Linked DNA regions of Pan troglodytes: region 2 is linked to region 1. Evidence: chromatin contacts called from public HiChIP or PLAC-seq data. All regions are on one chromosome and are shown on one strand. Each heading gives the region's core, a stretch centred on a gene start, on an enhancer-like site or on the middle of the called end of the contact. The rest is flanking DNA. Distances are from core to core; before and after follow the strand shown.

Evidence for each region. HiChIP or PLAC-seq counts read pairs in DNA pulled down with a chosen protein or histone mark.
Region 2: a contact with region 1 is called in an H3K4me3 HiChIP or PLAC-seq map of stem cell-derived excitatory neurons, with 6 times the contacts expected there. The contact joins the enhancer-like site here to the promoter of SOCS2 in region 1. A contact is called at or near these places in 4 of 7 Hi-C or Micro-C datasets (blood, induced pluripotent stem cells and stem cell-derived neural progenitor cells), 1 of 1 datasets of contacts at active chromatin or transcription factors (stem cell-derived excitatory neurons) and 1 of 1 other capture datasets (stem cell-derived neural stem cells).

What each region holds. Positions count from the first base shown.
Region 1 is chr10:100,406,024-100,409,973 of NHGRI_mPanTro3-v2.0_pri, forward strand. SOCS2 (suppressor of cytokine signaling 2) reads left to right here and starts at 1,900. Exons shown (of 4, transcript XR_008538550.2): 1 at 1,900-2,743.
Region 2 is chr10:100,574,190-100,578,139 of NHGRI_mPanTro3-v2.0_pri, forward strand. All of the region lies in intron 2 of CRADD (CASP2 and RIPK1 domain containing adaptor with death domain), which reads left to right. Among named protein-coding and RNA genes, the nearest start is that of CRADD, 65 kb to the left of the region's middle. Within about 2 kb of position 1,947, at least 18 of the 24 cell types and tissues checked have an H3K27ac peak or open chromatin away from gene starts, as enhancers often do. A contact at or near this core is called in induced pluripotent stem cells, stem cell-derived excitatory neurons, stem cell-derived neural progenitor cells and 1 more, where this site is marked.

The DNA.
Region 1 (3,950 bases), core at 650-3,149:
AGGTGGGTGCGGGTGACAGGGAGCCGGAGCGCCAGGGGGAGGGGACTAAGGACGGCCGGCGCCGCTTAAGGAGGCGCTGCTCTCCCGCTCGCTGCCTTCCAGGACCTGATCAAGGGGACCGCCTCCGGTCCCCGGCCGTGGGCACCGGGACGAGCACGGCGTCCCCACGCCATCAATGTGTCTTAGAGCCGGAGAGTCTGGTTTCCGAGGACCCACAGTCGCTCCTGCACGCCCACCCCCCGCAAATGTGCGGCCAGGAGGGTCGCATCGAGGGGGCGCCGCCGGGATGTTTAGAGGAACCCACCCCCGTGGCAGGCCAAGGGCCAAGGATCGCTATCCTTCCCTGAACCCGGGCCCTCAGCTGGCCCGGGTAGGGGGCAGGCTCCGGCCGCCGAAACGGGGTTGGCTGTGGCCGGTGGCCGGGGACATCTCTAGCTTGCGCCCGAGCACCCCGGGGTGTGGGGCCAGAGGCAGGCCGACCCCGGCGTGCACACCGCCCGCTCTGCACCCGAGCGCTCTCACCCGGTCTTCCCTGAAGCCTGTGTATTGCGACCGAGCCTCTTTAAAGCAGTAGCGGGGCCCGCGGTCACGTGAGGCCGATTCCTGGAAAGTTCCTGGAAAGCCGCCTCCGCAGCAGCCGGGCGGGGCGCGAGCGGAGCGCTGACTGGGGAGGGAGGCGGGGAGCAAGGGAGGCGCGTCGGTCTGGGAAGTCGCGCGCACTCGCTGCTCCTGGGACCGACGTTTAACTCTTGCCAAGTCTCGTCGCAGCCGCCGCGGCTGGCGGGCCTTGGGCTTCCCCTGAAGCATGAGCCCTCTCGCCCGCAGCCACCCTCACCGCGTGGCCCGCGGACAGTGCGCGCCGGGGTCCCGGTGCACAGCCTCAGGATACCCCGTGCCCGCAGCTCGGGCGCCCGCGGCAGGTACCGGTAGGGGGGGAAGCCCGAAGGCTCCGCCCCGAGGAGAGTTGCCGGGGAGGGCGGCGAGGCGCGGCCGCGTGCGCCGGGGAGCGGCGGACGGCCTGGGCTTCCGCAGCTCGGAGCGCCGGGGAAGAGAGAGTCCGAACCGCGGCTCTGTCCCGCGGCCTGGCGTTGCTGCCTGCTTTCTCCAGCCCCTTCTCGGCGTCTGGAAGTGTCTGGAGTTTCTTTTTTTTATTTCCCCTAAACTGCCATTCAAATTAATAATCCTCCTAATAACCTGATCTCCCGCTTCTCCCCACCGGCCTGCCTCCCGCCCTCGCTCCTTCCTCCCTCCCTCCCTCTCTCCTTCCCACCTCCAGGGTCGCAGCCGGAGGGAAACCAGGCAGCAGTCCGAGGGTGGAGGTGTCCCAGCCCGTAGGGGGCGTCGCCGCGCGGTGGGGGATGGGGTCGAGGCAATGATCCTCAAGGCTTTTGTGTGCCCTCTGCGCACGGAACTCCGGCCGCCGCCTCCGAGCGCGGGGCTGGTTGCATCCCCGGGCATCTCGTTCCCAAATTAAACGTTAACGGGGGAAACAAGGGCAGACGCCCCTCCTCTCCCGGGCCCCTCCCGCCTCCCCTTTCCCCCCCACCCCCCCCCCGCCCCATGTCCGCTGAGGAGGCTGCCTGGTGCGGAGGCGGCGGCGGCGGCCGCGGCCGAGGTCGAGGTAAGAGTGCGGCGTTGGTGGTTTGCACTTTCCGCAGCGCTCGCGACCGCCCGCTCGGCCCCGGCCTCGCCTCGGAGCCCCGCGAGGGCTGCGCGCTCGGGCCGATTCCTCGACAGCGCCCGCGGCGGCGAGAACCACCGCAGCCATCCTGGTCCGGGAGCGACCGCCGCGGCACCCCCAACCCCGCCAGAGCGGGCACCAGGAAGCGGGGGGAGGGGAGCGAGGAGCCTCCCGGGCGGAGATGCGGCAGCTCCCGCACCTCCGCACCCCGGGTTGGTGCCTCGGGGCCCCGCAGCGCTTTAGGGCGGAGAACCAAGTTTGTGTGGGTGCTTCTTCCTGGGGGCCCTCGGGCTGCGCCAGGTGTGAGACCAGAATGCCAATTTGGGGAATCTCTCCTGTTCTTTCCTTTTTAATTTTTTCTACTTGTCCTTGACAAGGGCCTATTCCCACTGGATCTGCAGGTGACTATTTGCTCTTCCTAGGTCGCCAGTCTTTGATTTCAGCTAGTGACCCTGGGCGGGAAGACACCCTGTTCACCCTCATCCTGACCTCCGCCCCCCACCTCTTCAGCCAACTTTATCTTGGATCTCTGCTCTCTTTATCTTTTCTCTAGAGCTGGGCCAGGGCGCTAGCTGGAAGCTTGGGGTTAAATGGTGCAGGAACGTAGAGGCGGAGGAGTCCCTGGGATTTTCCACGTCTATTTCCCCACCCCCACCCCAGCCGCAGGGGTCCAGTTTGGACTGACCCAACCTCCCGCTTTCTCTTTGTAGGCGATCAGTGGGTGACCGCGGCTGCGAGGGACTTTGTCATCCGTCCTCCAGGATCTGGGGAGAAAGAGCCCCATCCCTTCTCTCTCTGCCACCATTTCGGACACCCCGCAGGGACTCGTTTTGGGATTCGCACTGACTTCAAGGAAGGACGCGAACCCTTCTCTGACCCCAGCTCGGGCGGCCACCTGTCTTTGCCGCGGTGACCCTTCTCTCATGACCCTGCGGTGCCTTGAGCCCTCCGGGAATGGCGGGGAAGGGACGCGGAGCCAGTGGGGGACCGCGGGGTCGGCGGAGGAGCCATCCCCGGAGGCGGCGCGTCTGGCGAAGGCCCTGCGGGAGCTCGGTCAGACAGGTAGGGAGCCGATCGGCCGCGACGCGTGCGGGAGGGGGCGCCTCCCCAAGGACGCAGCTAGGAAGCGGGGTCGAGGTGGGAAGCAAAGAATAAGATGGAAATACGTCCCTTGCTTCCAAGGGACCGCGGAGAGCACGCTCGCAGGGTCCTGGGTCCTTGGGAATGCGTAAGGAAAGTGGTTCTCCAGGGACTCAGGCCTGGCGGAACGCAGAGCGCGGGAAGGGCTTCTTGGAAATAGCTTCTTAGCACGCTGGAAGATTTACTGTTTTCCGCAGCTGCTCAGGGTTAGGCGCCCGGGCTCGAACCCCGGCCGGGGAAAGCGTCGGGCGCCTCCCTTTGCACGGGGTGCAATCAGCAAGTCGGTGCCGCGGGCCCCGCAGGCCCAGCAGCATCTGGCTCCCGGGCGGAGCTGCGGCTGCAGCCCAGGATCTTGGCGGCCAAGTTCAGGGACTGACACTGCCGCGAGGGCGGCTGCCCGGGCGTCGAGAGTAGGCTGCGAAGCCCCCGCCAAGCGCGGCTTCCATGGTCGGCGCGCCCAGGGTACTGCCGCTTTCAAGTACAGTCAGGCAATTCGCGCGGCACGCTGTCTCTAGGCATCTGAAAAAAGAAAAAAAGTAAAGTATCTGGCAAATCATTCTGGCTTTCCAAATCCGTATCCTAAAAGCTTACAGTTGTGGCACAGTTGAAATTTTGGTAGCAACAGGGGGAGGGAGAGGGAAAAGTTCTCTCGCTTGCGATTCCGGTCTTTCCGTGTGGGCCACGGGCTTTCCCTCCCGGGGAGGCACCGGCAGATTGCAAGTATCCCGGTAATTGTGGGGGTGGGGGGAGCACAAATGTTCAGACTTCTTAAATACGGACGGTCTTTGAGCCTTCTTAGAAAGCAGGGTGGGCCGGGGAGATGGTGCAGGCAGATGAAATCAAGAATGCAGGGGAGACGGATGGTTGTGATTGGGTTTGGATTAGGGCAAAGTTCAAAAGAGTTTAGGGAAGATTGTAAACTTGAAGTAGTAATTATCACTTGGGAATTCCCATTTCTTAGTGACTGGTAAGGTAGTCATAAAGCAGCGAACAGAAGCTATTGTACTAGAGCTGTGCTTTTACAACAAGTACATAGCAGTGCTTTCTACATAGAAGGCTGTTCATAGCAGGCTTTGCAGATTCTTTTTTTTTTTTTTTTTTTTTTTTTTTTTTTTTTTGGTGGGGGGCA
Region 2 (3,950 bases), core at 697-3,196, 170 kb after region 1:
AATTTAAAGAAACTATCTTAGTGATTTTTGTCATCATTTTTATTTGTTGCCATGATTAATATATGGAAATAAGATAAATTGGATTCTATTTCTGTGAAAGCCATATTCTTAACATCAATGCCTACCTAAAAAATATACGAGTCACACTTGATCATTCAGAATCATTTTGAAATTCTCTGGTAATCTTTTAAAAAGCCATCGTTGACTAGTATTATGTGGCTAGTTATATTTATTACAGCAGTCTAGTTATTGTTTGTGTAACTATAGTTTTTTTCTAATAGAAATAAAATGTCTATTTGCAGGATAAAAAGAAGTATGTATATTTGATGATTTTGTTGTAGAAAATACTTAATACCTTTTAAAAGCTGTTTGACTTTCGGTTTTAAAACAGCTGTGTAGCTTGGTGAGTCCTGCAAATTCCGGCTTTCTCTGTGGCCTTTGAGCCAAGTAATTTTTTGCAACATTTTCCTTTGCTTTCTTATAAACACTCAAAAATTATACTTGCTTTTCCTGAAGGCCAGCTATTAAGTTAGAAAGCACCAAAGGTGTTATGAAATTGCCCTTTATTTTTTCGTACATCAGGGAGGAATGATAGATTTTGTGTATCTCTTGTGTGTCATTAGAACAGAAATATTTAGGGCTGCTAACTCCTAGAGTTGTGTACTTACCCTTATTACAGATGCAATGATTTTGTCTGACTGCATTGCTTTAAGATGAGTTTTATTGCTTTCATGCTTAGGCAAGGATATTTAATTTTATTTTTGTTTAGAGTATCTTGTTGTAATATACTTCTCCCCCATCTCGTGCTCCTAAATTTGGGATAAGCATAGAATCCTTTTAAGAATGTAGGTTATTTTCCAGTTTACTAGAAAGCATGACACATATAAATTAGCGACTAAGGATTATAGCGTCTTTTCCTAAAGTTTATCATGAAAAAAAGTTAAATGTCAAAGAAGATCCTACTCCAGTAAAAACAATTTCCTCTGTAAAATCCTGATACCTCATAGGAAGCTTTGGATCTTGTTCTCAGCTACCAAAATTCTTTAAATATGAAAGTTAACATGACAGGAAAGTGGAATACACTCTGTGCTGAAGACCCACTGTTCAAGGTGTGTGGTTATTAATCTGGGTTTGAATTTACAAATTATATGGTCTGATTAATTTGTAGATAGGGATCGGTGGAGGTTAGACCATGGGCTTTAGAACAAAGAGGCTGATAAAATACTACTCACAAGCCTTTCTGCTTGTTTGTGACTCTCTGGAAATGCCATTAGATAGTTCTCATAGCTATGGTCAAAATAAGTAGGCTTAGAAATAAAAGACATTTTCTCTCCTGTAAAAGGAGGCGGCTGGCCTGTGCTCTTTCTAGGCTCTTCCCAGAGACAGCAACCTCTGCTTCTGAACCCTTAGTGCTCATTCTATGCTCCACCGCGTCTCCTCTACACGCCATGATCTTTGTTATCTGATTTGCTAGCCATTGTTATGGAAAGTTCTCGACTGTAATGCAAAAAGCTCAGCCTTGGGTCCTTGCTAATGTCAGCAACCCAAAGGCGCCCTTCAAACCACCTCGAAAAGAAAAATCCTTTAAAAGATGTCAAACTCTCCTTTCATGTTAGCCCAAAATGAAGTTCCCGAGCAGCATCTGGCAGAGCAGGGTAATTCAATCTATTTTAATGCAAAGATTTTCCAAGAAGGCAGGAAGCCGTCAAGGAGAAGGCTTTCAGGCATCTGCTGTTTTGTTTCCAGATCCCTTGTGTTAATTTAATGTTTCTAGGGAACCCGGCTCTTTCTTTTTTCTCGGAATCCCTGCTCTAGGAACTGGTGAGTGCGGGGGCGCTGTGGGAGCTGCAGATAAGCCAGCGCTTGGCCGGGCACCCGCGGGCTGCGCAGCGGGGCAGGGAGGCGCGCGGCCCCAGCCGCCCTAGGGCGCCGGCTGCCTCTGCGGGCCCCGGCTGCCCAGCCCAGCGCGGGGAGGCGGCGCCGACTGCCGGGGGGCGCCTGCAAGACCTGTTTATTTGCATTTGTCCAATTTGGCCCAAGTGAAAGGTAAATACGGAGCGATCAGCTTGTCCTCACTCCAGCAAAACCAGGGAAACTCAGCTCCATCTCCAGGAAAACAAACCCAACCCAAACCTGAGTGAAACGTAAATCTTGCATAAACAAACACTTTCTTTTGCTTCTGGGAAGGAACACCGGAGAAATGGGCATTCCTTCCGACTGCCCGCCTCCCACTGTCGGTAAAAATGAGCCGTCACAGGTTGCCGGCAATTTCTTGTTGTGTCCCGAGCCATTCCGCAGATCTTGTTTTGAAGGGGCGAGTCAGGTGTTCGTGCGGCTCCAGATCCTGAACAGGTTATGCGCTGGGTCCTTCCTTATCAGGAGGGGGGTCAGGCTGCCCTCCCATTCTCATCTTCCGCCCCAGACCAGAGGCTACACCAAAGTTCACTTTTGAAAAGAAATCCTGCAGAATTAAAAATAAATGTCTGCCTTTTAAAATAGTTTCGTTTTAGTATTATGCATATTTCTGTTTAGGAACTTGTAATGCTAATAATTTATGTTGCTATGACAATTGTCCTGCATACCTAATATTAAATTTAATGAATTAATGTGGCGTATAGAGTAATAGTAACTTAACTAGTACTCCGATAATGCCAGTATTCCCTGTGTTACTAAGTTAATGGAATCAGAATTTTGGAGTTACAATATAGAGGTTTTTTAGGCCAATTTTTCTATGGGATTCTAGGGATCTTTTAATAACATTTCTGCTTTTCGAAGCAGTCTATACCATTGCTGGAGAGCTGTAATTACTAGGATGCTATTTCTTTTTGTTTGTTTGTTTGAGACAGGGTCTTGCTCTGTCATCCAGGCCGGAGTGCAGTGGGGCCAACTCAGTTCACTGCAACCACCACCTCCTAGGCTTAAGCGATCCTCCCACTTCAGCCTCCCCAGTACCTGGGACCACAGGCCCTCGTCTGGTTAAGTTTTGTATTTTTTAGTAAAGATTTGGTTTCGCCATGTTGCCCAGGCTGGTCTCGAATAGAACATTATTCCTTATAGTAAGCTGAATTCCCTGTGTAATTATTCTTACTGTCCCTTCAATAATAAAAGCCTAAAATTATTCTTACTCTCATATTTTAGTGAGGGTGGTGCATGCTTGAAGACCGTGATGAGTGTTCTCTTCTTATATTCAGGGCAACTATGATCACATATTGGGCTCCAGATCCTTGCTTTATGCATCTTCTTTTGAATTGTTTAGAAACAATGGCAAAATTTCCAATTTCAAGGTAGTGCTTGAAATTATGCAATAAAATGTTATGTTAGCAACATTTTTTTTTTATTTTAAAAATTCCTTTGATTATTTCACACTTATATTCTGTTCTCTGTTATGGTAGTTTTGTTTTCTATTTTATTTTTAGTTTCTGTGTAATTTATTGTGCTTTAGCTGAAATCACTAAATAAAGATAAATGAGTTTAACAGACTCTTATGTGCTCATTTTTGGTTCTTTTTTGCTTTACCCCTTGTATTCATTTTCTATTACGGGCATAACAGATTACCACAAATGTAGTGGCTTACCATATCCATTTATTTTCTCATCATTTCTGTGGGTCAGAAGCTTGGCACAGGATGGCTCTCCTGGCTTCTGTGCCCAGGGCCTTCACAAGGCTGAAGTAAAGGGAGCAGCAGGCCTGGACTTGTACCTGTAGGCCTTCCAGGGGAGAATCCACTTCCAGGCTCACTGGCAGAATTTAGTTCCATGTGGTAGTTGTACTGGGGGCCCAGTTGCCTTTCTTGGAGAGCACTAACTGCTGGCTGTTACCCAGGGTCTTCTAGAGGTTGCCCATCTACATCTTCAAAGGCAGCCACAGTGTGCAGAATTTGCTTTAGATTTCCCTGCCTTCCCCTAATGTGTTTCTCTTCTACTTTTAAAGGACATGTGATTACAGTGGCC